2 separate regions of the Triticum aestivum genome follow, and region 1 is linked to region 2. A link is a contact called in public Hi-C data. All regions are on one chromosome and are shown on one strand. Each heading gives the region's core, a stretch centred on a gene start, on an enhancer-like site or on the middle of the called end of the contact. The rest is flanking DNA. Distances are from core to core; before and after follow the strand shown. Region 1 has its middle 53 kb from the start of LOC123119218. Region 2 holds the start of LOC123119218 (5-methyltetrahydropteroyltriglutamate--homocysteine methyltransferase 1).

Region 1 (5,547 bases), core at 2,278-4,777, 53 kb before region 2:
TTGAGCCGGTCGCCGAGACCATGTGTCTGCTATAACTCGGGCTCCGGCCTGGACGAGGGGTTGAATGAATCCTGTCCCGGCTATAAGAATATGCCTCCTGCTGCGCCAGAGCCGTCTGAAGGAGTTCTCTGACCCGGCGGGTTTCAACCGCCGTTGGAGAGTCACCATCGATTGGGAGAGCCGCCAGTCGCGCTGCCGCGGCGACCATGTTTTCCAACGGGTTGGCATAATGACCCGGTGGTATTGGCACATACTAAGGCGGGGCAGCGTTCACCCGGGGAGGCCCCATCACTTGGGGCTGAATTGACGTTCCAGCCCCGGGCGTCGTGACCTCTTGCGGGTTACTGGGCCCTGCACCGGGCGTGTTGAAGAGGTTTCGAGGATCGTAAACCGGAGGGAGTCGAGATTGGGCCTTTTGATGCCTCCTTCTCATGACCTCATTGGACGCGTTCTGATCCATCGTGAGCCGGAAAGACTGTGCCTGAATCAGCTGAGTCTGGGCGTCGAGAGCCGCCCTCTCTGCAGCCATCCTGATCCCTTCCGCCGCCAGATCCTCCTTGGCTTTTGCTATATCCAGCTTTAACTGTGCCACCTCCGCGTCATGCTGAGCTTGATCCGCTGGGACGACCGTAGCGGTTAACAGGCTTGTCTGTGAGATCCATCAGCACCTGAGCCGGCGAGGGCACAGGGCTTCCTGCCCCGGCGGTGGGGTTTTGAACAGGTTGTGCGCCAGCCATGAAGATTCCAACCCGGCTCGGCGGCTCAAAGGGGTCCGGAATACTGTCGCCATCGGAACAACCCCTGAGCCTGCCATCTTGAAGTTGGTATAACGAATCGGTCTCCTCTGTGGATGACTCGCCGTCAGAACGAGCGTCCGTCTCATCACCAGATCCAGATCCTTCAGAGAGCTCTCCATGGACGCATCCCACGAAAGCACGCTTCAAGGCAGGCAAAGTCCGGGCGGGTCGTGCACGTTGAGCCGTCTCGATGAGATCGGCGCAGAGGTCCGGCTCAGGGCCCGGCTCACCAATCTTGCCAATAAAGACATGGATTCCGCCGAAGGGGACCCGGTACCCGTACTCAATTGAGCCGGCGTCGGGGCCCCAATTTGCATCGTCGATGTAGAGCTTGCCGCGACGACTCTTGGTCATCCGGCCCACCGCGTATCCCTTGAGCCCTTTGAAGCTGCCCTTCAAGGACTCAAATCCACCGTGCGCTGGCCCCACGGTGGGCGCCAACTGTCGTGGAATTGTCACGGCAGATGTCCTCGTGCAAGGACTTAGTCGTGGAGCCATCGCTGCTAGGAAGCTTAAAGGGGTTAAACGGGACAAGGAACACGAGGGTTATACTGGTTCGGCCCCTTACGGTGAAGGTAAAAGCCTACATCCAGTTGAGGTGGTATTACTTAGGGTTTCGATGACCAGGGAGCTTAATCGCTCGTCCTGAACCGCCGCCGGGTCGTCCCTTTATATAGAGAGGTTGACGCCCCGCGGCTCTCAGAGTCCCGGCCGGCTTATAACAGTATCCGGCTCGGACTCTTAACTACTCTTGCCTTACATTACAAGTCTTGCCATAACGGCGGGTTATCACTACGGGCCTTAAGCCGCCTCCGGGTCTTAAGCCCATTATTGATCCGACATCCTCAAGCTTGGTATTGGGCTTCACGTGATGATCATTATGACGTAACTCGGCCCCTCCTGGGCGGGTGACTCTAATGGTTATATCCTCAACAGTCGGCATTAGTGTCAAGCTCGGGTTCATAGGAGAATAGCGAGTAGGTTGTCCTAGAGGAGAATGAAGACCCATGGATGAGGAACCGCTCATTCGAGCCGTCATTAGCGATAAAATCATCATATCTGCTATTTCTCATGTGCCTGGAATTCCTTTTCGCGTCAGTCACTTTTTTCCTTCTTCCTTCCCTCCTGGTCGGACCTCGCCGGAGAAGAACTAGCCCCACCATCTATCTTAGGGTGAATTCATGGCCCCATTATCTATCTTAGGGTGGAATGCAGGGGATCACCGGAGATTTTCATAGGTGGTGCCAGGCTTAAAGGGATGACCGGGTGGTGGCCAGCAACGGCGGTGGGGGCGAGGCGGTGCGCGGTAGCGCCCGCCGGCCGTGGGTTTTCAGGAGAAGAAAGAAAATGAACGTTAGCAAGATCTATTTTAGACGGTTGAATGAAGATCAGACGGTTTATGTAAAAAGTGACCGATGCAATAGTTTTTTGAGGCACCTGCAAATAGAGGCTCCCTAAAATCATGCAACAAAGACAACATAGCAGCAAGCCCGACAAAAGCAACATAGATTAGATTAGGCGATCTCGTTTCGATTTTATTTCAGTCAGCATTTTATTTCGATGTGTGGAGAGAACAACATTTTGCAGTACTATCGACGACGCCCTCCGAAAATGAAAACGTTGGCCTTAGGCATACGCGGCGAGCCGTGACCGGTCACCTTGGTTCTGTACGCTATCGCCGGTGGCCGACCGTGGCCTCGACACGGTACGGGGCAAACGTCGCTTTCGAGGTCCTCTCCGGTCGCTCCAGGTTCATCGAATCCGGACGCAGCTGTAAGCCCAAAACGCAAATAACCAAGATCCATTTGCATGGTAGTATTATATGAGCCGAGGTGCTTTGCTCAAATATATATATATATATATATATATATATATATATATATATATATATATATATATATATGAGCCGAGGTGCGGTTCCCTGACCAGCGCCTCTTTTCTTACTCCTTTGTGTTGGTGTGATACTGTGATTCCAGGAGCAAGACAAGACAAGACATGTTATGTTGGGGTTAAATTACGCAAACCGATCAAATGCTAGTGGAGCAGTTCTGCGTCGACTTGCACTATCTCTCTCGAGATGGCTGCTGTTTTGGCGGCACTGCCATCACATCGCACTGACGCGTCCACGTGCCATCGCCACTGCTGCCTCCTGCCTTGCTAAGATAAATAAATTGCTAGCTGCGCCCACGGATCTTGTTACGTCCCGTCCGGCAATACTTGTCGTAAGAAAAAAATACTGTAAGATACTTCCTTGATCCAAATTAATTGATATTTCCTGTCTTAAAATAAGTGTTTCTATTTTAATACTCCATCCGTCCGGCAATATTTATCGTATAAATTGATACAAATGGTTGTATTTAGAATTAAAATACATCTAGATACATCCATTCATCGAACTAAGTATTTTTAAACAGAGGGAGTACAACTTTGGCTCAAGGGAAGTATTGAAAGGGACAAGTACTAAAACTGCGTCAATTATTTTGGATCAGAGGGAGCGTTATCTTTCTTTTTCCAATGTGAAAAAAAAACCTTATAGGAACAAAATCCAATGCCGTATTTTCTCTACGGTGACTGTAATGGAAGTTTCTGTAGGTGATGCATGCCGGGAAATATATGAAAAAAGAAAGAAAGGTGTAGCTGCCCTTTAGAACGTAGAACGGGCAGGAGGGAGATGTGACGGTACACTAGCCTACCCAAGAAATATCTGACACGTATATGGTGGAGCACGAACGTATGTTCTTGCACGACAGCGACGGCGTGCCCAGCAATCATGTCCTCACACGTGGCCGGACAGGCTTGGTCGACAGGGAGGTCGATGGCCACGCATGCCGCGCCACCACGTGGCGGCATGCACGCTCAGGTAGCCGCAGGCCGCGGCGCTCGATGTCGATCATCCTTTGTCCCGTCCTCATAATGGAAAATTTATTCTTTTTTTTTTTGCGGGGAATGGAAGATCTATTCATCTCAAAAAAACATTGTCTTGTCCAAAAACTACGTATTGCTTTTTTTCTATTTAGAGTTGCATGGATTATTGTGTGGGCAAGCTTGAAAAACAGATCATACGATACTTCCGTTTTATTGGTTTGTATACCTCTCAAAGTGGGCTGGGTTGTATCTTAAAATATTATCATCCACATGATACTGGTTTGTGATACTGACTCTTCAATGTACTACACTTGTATGATATTGTTAATTTATTTATTTACTTGTGCAAATTCAAAACAAAATTGTGTTTATGTTTTTTTTCTTGTTTCATACGCTAGGATATTGTATTATAATATGATATTAGAGTACTCTCTTACATCCTTCACTGTAGAGCCACATCGTCTTTTTGGTAACGTTGCAGTGCATGATACTCTTGACACTCCCATTGTGAGAGGTCTTATTTAAATGACATCGATATGTTCTTTTCTTTAACCCAAAGCCCTCAAACTCAATCCATTATTTGAGAACGAATGAACCGCCCGATTAATTATAGAAAATAGTGTGAAAATCGTTATAACATCCCACAAGACAGAATGCTCCATCAAGCCGACTACCAACAAAGATCTACACACTGTTGGAGAGAGAAACACCGTTGAGATTGTCAATTAGCTCCACACACACAAGCGCGCGCACAAACGACCTAACAACTCCGACTATGACAACGAGCGTGTTGTCGGAGAGATATGTAAGGCCTACACCAAGCCAGTCCACCATAGTGGTCCCAACAAGTTAGCTTGGACTTCACAACAACACGGCGAGCCACGCAAGGAGAACCACTCGAACATGCGGGGAGTCGACTATGAAGCCATGCCGCAACCCAACATTCACTCACCGTCGTCGTCATTGTCAAACTGGTCTAGGGCAGTCATCTCATTGTCCACATGGAAGAAGCCATCGCCAGCCCCTCCCTCGACGCCCAATCAGTTCCAAGAAAAATCCTCCAAGAAGGTCCGTGGCACGAGAAGCACCGCCATTCTCCGTCCTAACAAGGGGACAAGGGTCCTGGAGTCCGCATCACGTGGGAGGACACACAACACCTACATCCATTTGAATCATATATGAATGTAACTTGTTTGATCGCATCACATAAAGCAATCTTTTCATTCCAAGAAATTTCAGTGGATGCTAAATTTTATATGAGATGTAATTAAAAATCATTATAATAGAAATCTAATGAGATTAAGTACAATGAACTAAGTGTTGGTGAACGAAGCATGAAATTCAAAAAAATTCCTACGAACACCCAAGATCTATCTAGGAGAAGTATATCAACGAGACGGGAGAGTGTGTCTACGTACCCTCGTGGACCGTTAAGCGGAAGCGTATACCATGCGGTTGATGTAGTCGTACTCGTCACGATCCAATTGTGATCCAAACCGATGAAGTACCGAACGGACGGCACCTCCACGTTCAGCACACGTACGGCTCGATGATGTCTCCTCCTCCTTGATCCAGCAAGCGAGGGAGGAGAAGTAGCTGGGATCGCCGGCAGCACGACGGCGCGACGGTGATGGTGGTGTGATTCCGGCAGGGCCACGCCGAGCGCTACCGAAACAACGAAGACGGAGGAGTTAAGAGGGGGGCCAAGGGCTTGTGTGTCCTCTTGGGGGCGCACATTCCCCTCTATATATAGGTGGAGGGGCGTGGTGGTCAGCCCTCGAATCCCTAGGGCTAGCGCACCAAGGGGGAGGAGTTGGACTCCTAGTCCAATTCCCTCCTTTTCATACACAAGTGGACTTTCCAACTTTCCCAGCCACATGGGCCT
Region 2 (5,265 bases), core at 1,661-4,160:
CGTCGGGGCTTGCATGGCAACGACGGGAATGAAAGAAGAGGCGAAATGGGGAAGGGGAATTTTTACTCCGCGAGAGTGTGGTCGAGTATATTTAAGAGTCGTGGATGCCGCAGCAGTGGCGGAGCTACAATACAGAACATGGGTGGTCTAGTACAAAGGAAAGCCCACTATTTTCCTGTCGTGCCCAGGTTTTTCTTAATCCATCACTGTTTTAGCTAAGTTCTGGGTGGGCCAGGACCCATTTGGCCATGTTATAGCTCCGCCGGTGCATTGCGGAGTAAAAGAAAATCCCTTCACTAAAGATTTTTGGGCTTCGGCTAATTACTGGTTAAATGAGGAAAACCGAATTTATCCACCTATAACGATTTATTTGGATAGGCTAGAGATGCTCTAAGTTCTTGACTTGGTTTTTACTCCCTCTGCCTCATAATACAAGCATTTTTATATTAGTGCAGTGTCAATAACACTCTTATATTATGAGACAAAAAGAATGTATGATTATCAGATTAGCCTATGCAAATCCTGGCCCCACCTCCACGCCCGCGAGGGACGTGAAATTTTTTCCCACCCATAAGAATCTTTGAAGCAAAGAGGCCCGCAAACGGAAAGATGCACAATCTCATTAGTTTTTGTCTGAACGTCATTGTCGTTCGTGACAACACTGTTAATAAACACCAGTAACATGTAGTCCCTTCGTTCCTTTTAGTCTATATATAAATCTTGTGTCAAGTCAGACTATCTCTAATTTGATTAAATTTATAAAAAAAATATCAACATGCACAATCATCAGATTTATTATGAAATGTAGTTTCATATTACATATATTTGGTATTGTACTAGATGTTGATGTTCTTAATATAAATTTGATCAAACTTTCCAAAGTTTGACCGGACAAATATCTTATACACAAAGTAAAAAGGAACAGATGGAGTATATTTTTTGTGGGGGAAATAATATGTATATTGTCGGAAGAAAAAACTAAAGTAGCATCTACTCTAGACATATAGCGGCGTGGACCAAAAGCGAGATGCAAATTATCTTTTCTATAATCAAATGAACTGCGTTAGCCTGGTTTTGGACTTCAGATTTGAGTAATTCAGCATTCAGAGCAAGTAAAGAACAGAGCAAGTGAGCTGCCACTATCTCACCAACCCCCACTGTCGGCGATTTTTTTCCGTGGTCCAATATATATGCACGTCCTTTTCAGCCATTCTATTTAATCCTATCGCTAGCTGTTGTCCCAGAATAATGGAGTATATACTTTTTCTTCAAAGTAGAATCATATAGCTATAAACATAATTATCTTTTTTAAACATATACAGTAAGCAGAAACCTCCCCCCTCAAAACCAGGCATCCTCTCCCAACGGCAATGGCGGTGATATCTGCTGGTGCTGTTTGAGATGGACTGTACATCGGCGGTGATATCTGCTGGCTGCATAAATACAGCACTGGGTCACATGCTTCAGCAGGAATGTCAGAAGTACTACCAGGTATTATTATTGGTACTAAAAAGTAGTAGTACTACGTAGTAGAAAGTGGCACCGCTCTTAAGTATTTCGTTGCCATGCTTCATCATTCGTGCCCGTGAAAGAGAGGCAGAGCTTTCCACAAAAGCATCTTTTCCTTCTTTATTTATGGTGGTGACACAGTTGGCTTGGCCTGGTTGCACTATCATACCATTCTACAAATAATAGTACTAGCTTTTTTCAAACATTAAAAGATATGCAAATCTCAGCTAACACCGCACAACAATAGGCACAGCTCGTGCTAGAAATAACTTAATGGGATCATCAAGCTAATGCTCCCATGATGGTACGTAGTTAAGCATAAAAGAAAGAGGAACTGGACACCCGGATCGAGCTGTTTATTTTTGTTTTTCTACCCAAATATCAGTTGAAAATTGAAAGTTATTGCTAGTAGGGATTAAATTACTGTTCAGATATAGTACGGGCGGCTTTGTATAACAATTGATCCATGTGTGCAATGCCCAAAGTGATTGAATGATGATGATGTGGTTGCTGGAGTTAACATGCCTAATTTACGGTGACCTTCCACTTAACACTGACAGCTATTTGTTTTTACCCGCACTGAAAGATGTTCACTAATTGACCGTAATTGCGGACCGTGCATATGGTATAGGAGGACGATAATACGACATAGAATGCGACATATATGTATGACTTTTCTCCAAAACAATGACATATGTATAATCTAAAAAAAACAATGACACATGTATAGCTTAGATTACAATATACACGGGTGAAGTCTGGCAGATACGTATATCTTGAACATCAACTCTTTTTGCCAACCAATTTACTCTGCTTCGCTACCAAACCTAGCGGGAAATGATATTTGTCGTGCATCGGATAAAAGGCATAATAGAAGGTGGGGGGGGGGGGGGGGAGGGGAGGGTTAGATCTCGACCGTTACACATCAAATATTTTCGATACGAGTGTCATTTGTTTTTCACCGGCCTTGTCTTGTTTCTCCAAGCACCAATCCCCATTTCACTGCCTCCGCCCTCCCTGCCCAAACAACCTCATTGATGTCCTCCTTGGTCTCACTGTTGTCTCCCATTCTTTCTTCTAGCTTACCCTTCACCTTCTCGACCATCCGTGCCACTAGATCTAGTTGGTCATCCGCCACCAGGCATCAACCGAAGGTTTCAAGGTAGGACACCGACACCCCCACAAGGCAATTTGTTTATGTCCGAGGGTGGAGCATCGACTTAAAGCATCAAACATCACCGAGTCCTCGGAGGGCGGCGGTCGCAGCTCCCCTCCCCATCCCCTTCTTTCCCTTCCTCCCCTTGCCTCAATGCCCCATGGATCAACGTGTTCTCTCCGCAAAGCCTGACAGCGAACGGCCGTTGCTTAGTTTTTCCAACAATAAATAAAGGTGGGGAAAAGATAAAAGCATTTTTTGTGGTTTTAAAAAATCGTGCACTCACCAGATCCACAGAGGCGAGCATTCAGATCTCACCAACCGCATGCCCCACGCACCAACCAATCGCCAGCGGTTTATAAATAAGCACACCCCTAAACCCCTCACCCTCGCCGTTCTCTGCCTCTCCTCCTCCTCCTCCCCGTTGCTCGCCGCCGTCCCTCTCCGCCTCCGCGCACCCAGGGTAAGCGAGCCCTCTCCCTCCCTCCTCCGTGCACCCGTGAATCCACACGCACGAGCGCACGCCGGGCTTCCCCCCTAGATCCGTGCACCACCGGATCGGCTGTCCCGCGCGCTTTGAATGACTATCTGTGTTGGTTATCAGTCGTAGGATCGATCGCCCGGCCACCGCCGGCGGGTATCGTCCTCGGCCCGTGTCCCGTAGGCAGCGCCGGTAGGCGGCGCGGCGGAGAGCTCGGCTGCTCTGTTTGCAGGTACAGGGGCGGGAATGGGCTGCTCTGTTTCCGCGAATAGTTTTTTCTGGTGCCGTTGCGGAGGTCCGATCTGAGCCGATCGAGCGCTCAGATCCGATCTCCGATCACGGAAATGGCCAGGCCGTTTTCGTGGTTTCGGATTAGGGGATCTGGCGCTTCTCGTCGTTAAATTTTGATTCAGTATTATATTCGTGGGATTGCTAAATCGACCAAGTCTCAGTCTGATGCTATATGCGTGGGATCTTACATAGAGATCCATGCAAACTTTTCTTTTTAGTTTTCCTTTTCGTTCTTACATAGTATGCCACTTGAATTTGACATAGTTAAGTCTGAGTCGACTGAGACCTGGCTACACTATATTTAGGCCCATGCTCTGTTTATTAGGTGCCCAGCCCAGTGGTTCTGGATCTGACCCTGAGCCCAGAGGTTTATCACCTCGGATTTATTATTCAGTTCGCTAGCTATTTATTTGTTTATGGTTAGTGCATGGGTACTGGCGTGTAGCTCAAAAGATCTGAAAATTCTGCTATTAGTGTCCATGCATGCAGTGTCCCACCCTTTGCTGGTGTGACAGGGACACTCCCACTGCCACTGCCTCCCACCAATTGTTGTTAGGATTTATGTACCAACCCTGAGGTCTACATGGTAGTGGTTGCTGTTGGTACACCTAACCTAACCTACCTACCTGTATTGATTTAGTTCAGTTTTCTACTTTTGTTCTTTTAGACACTAGCAAATCAGGTGTACGATTCCATGCCTAACAGGTTTCCTGCAAGAACCAAGAAATTTTAATGAATTCGTTTTATTGTTTGTTCACTATGTTTCTAGTTAGTTGCTTGCAGAAAATTGTTACTGAATTTTTTTATTTTGTAAGTTAGTTTTCTTCAGGTTACGTTTAAATTATAGAGATCCATAGTCTCAGTTGCAAGATCCTAACTCTCTTAGCTGGATCAAGCTGATTCTAATTCTATTATTTATGCAGAAAGATGGCGTCCCACATTGTCGGATACCCGCGCATGGGCCCCAAGAGGGAGCTCAAGTTTGCCCTGGAGTCTTTCTGGGATGGCAAGAGCAGCGCCGAGGATTTGGAGAAGGTTGCCACCGACCTCAGGGCCAGCATCTGGAAGCAGATGGCTGATGCTGGGATCAAGTACATCCCCAGCAACACCTTCTCCTACTATGATCAGGTTCTTGACACCACCGCCATGCTCGGTGCCGTCCCAGACCGTTACTCATGGACCGGTGGGGAGATCAATTTGAGCACCTACTTCTCGATGGCTAGGGGTAACGCCACCGTCCCTGCTATGGAGATGACCAAGTGGTTCGACACCAACTAGTAAGTCCACCGGATTCTACCTAAGGTTGTTCTCACATAGTTTATTCTGTATCTAGTACTTTTACTAACGACATCTTTTACTATTGCAGCCACTTTATCGTCCCTGAATTGGCTCCTAGCACCAAGTTCTCCTACTCTTCTCACAAGGCTATCAATGAGTACAAGGAGGCTAAGGCGGTATGATAGTAGAATCATATATTAGCTGACTTTCTATATCTTGTGAAATTTTACCCTTGTGACGTTAGCCTGCCTAATTGTTATTTTTGAACACGCAAGCATTGTGATGACACCCTGATCACTCTAGAATGCCCCTGTTTTAATCAAATCTCAAGTGATAGTAGTAATAAACTATTTCTTATTCCTACATTTGCTTAACTGTTTTGAACTAGTAAAAGAGTTGCAAGTTACATTAAGGTGCAGTTTTACATTGATATTTCAGAACATTCTCACTCTTGTCTGATCAAATTGGTTAATGGCCAACCAAGTAACTCTAATAATTACTTTATATAGTTGTAACATCTCATTACCATAGGTCCTGTGCTGAAAACTTT

The links. Hi-C and Micro-C count contacts between places; a contact is called where the count stands out from the background.
Region 1: a contact with region 2 is called in a Hi-C map of leaf, with 7 times the contacts expected there. The contact joins the enhancer-like site here to the promoter of LOC123119218 in region 2. A contact is called at or near these places in 2 of 5 Hi-C or Micro-C datasets (both in leaf).

What each region holds. Positions count from the first base shown.
Region 1 is chr5D:29,041,396-29,046,942 of IWGSC CS RefSeq v2.1, reverse strand. No RefSeq gene overlaps it. Among protein-coding and RNA genes, the nearest start is that of LOC123119218, 53 kb to the right of the region's middle. Within about 2 kb of position 3,527, at least 4 of the 8 cell types and tissues checked have an H3K27ac peak or open chromatin away from gene starts, as enhancers often do. A contact at or near this core is called in leaf, where this site is marked.
Region 2 is chr5D:28,988,374-28,993,638 of IWGSC CS RefSeq v2.1, reverse strand. It overlaps LOC123119218 (5-methyltetrahydropteroyltriglutamate--homocysteine methyltransferase 1), which reads left to right and starts at 2,910. Exons shown (of 14, transcript XM_044538930.1): 1 at 2,910-3,128; 2 at 4,361-4,714; 3 at 4,804-4,891. The coding sequence starts at 4,365.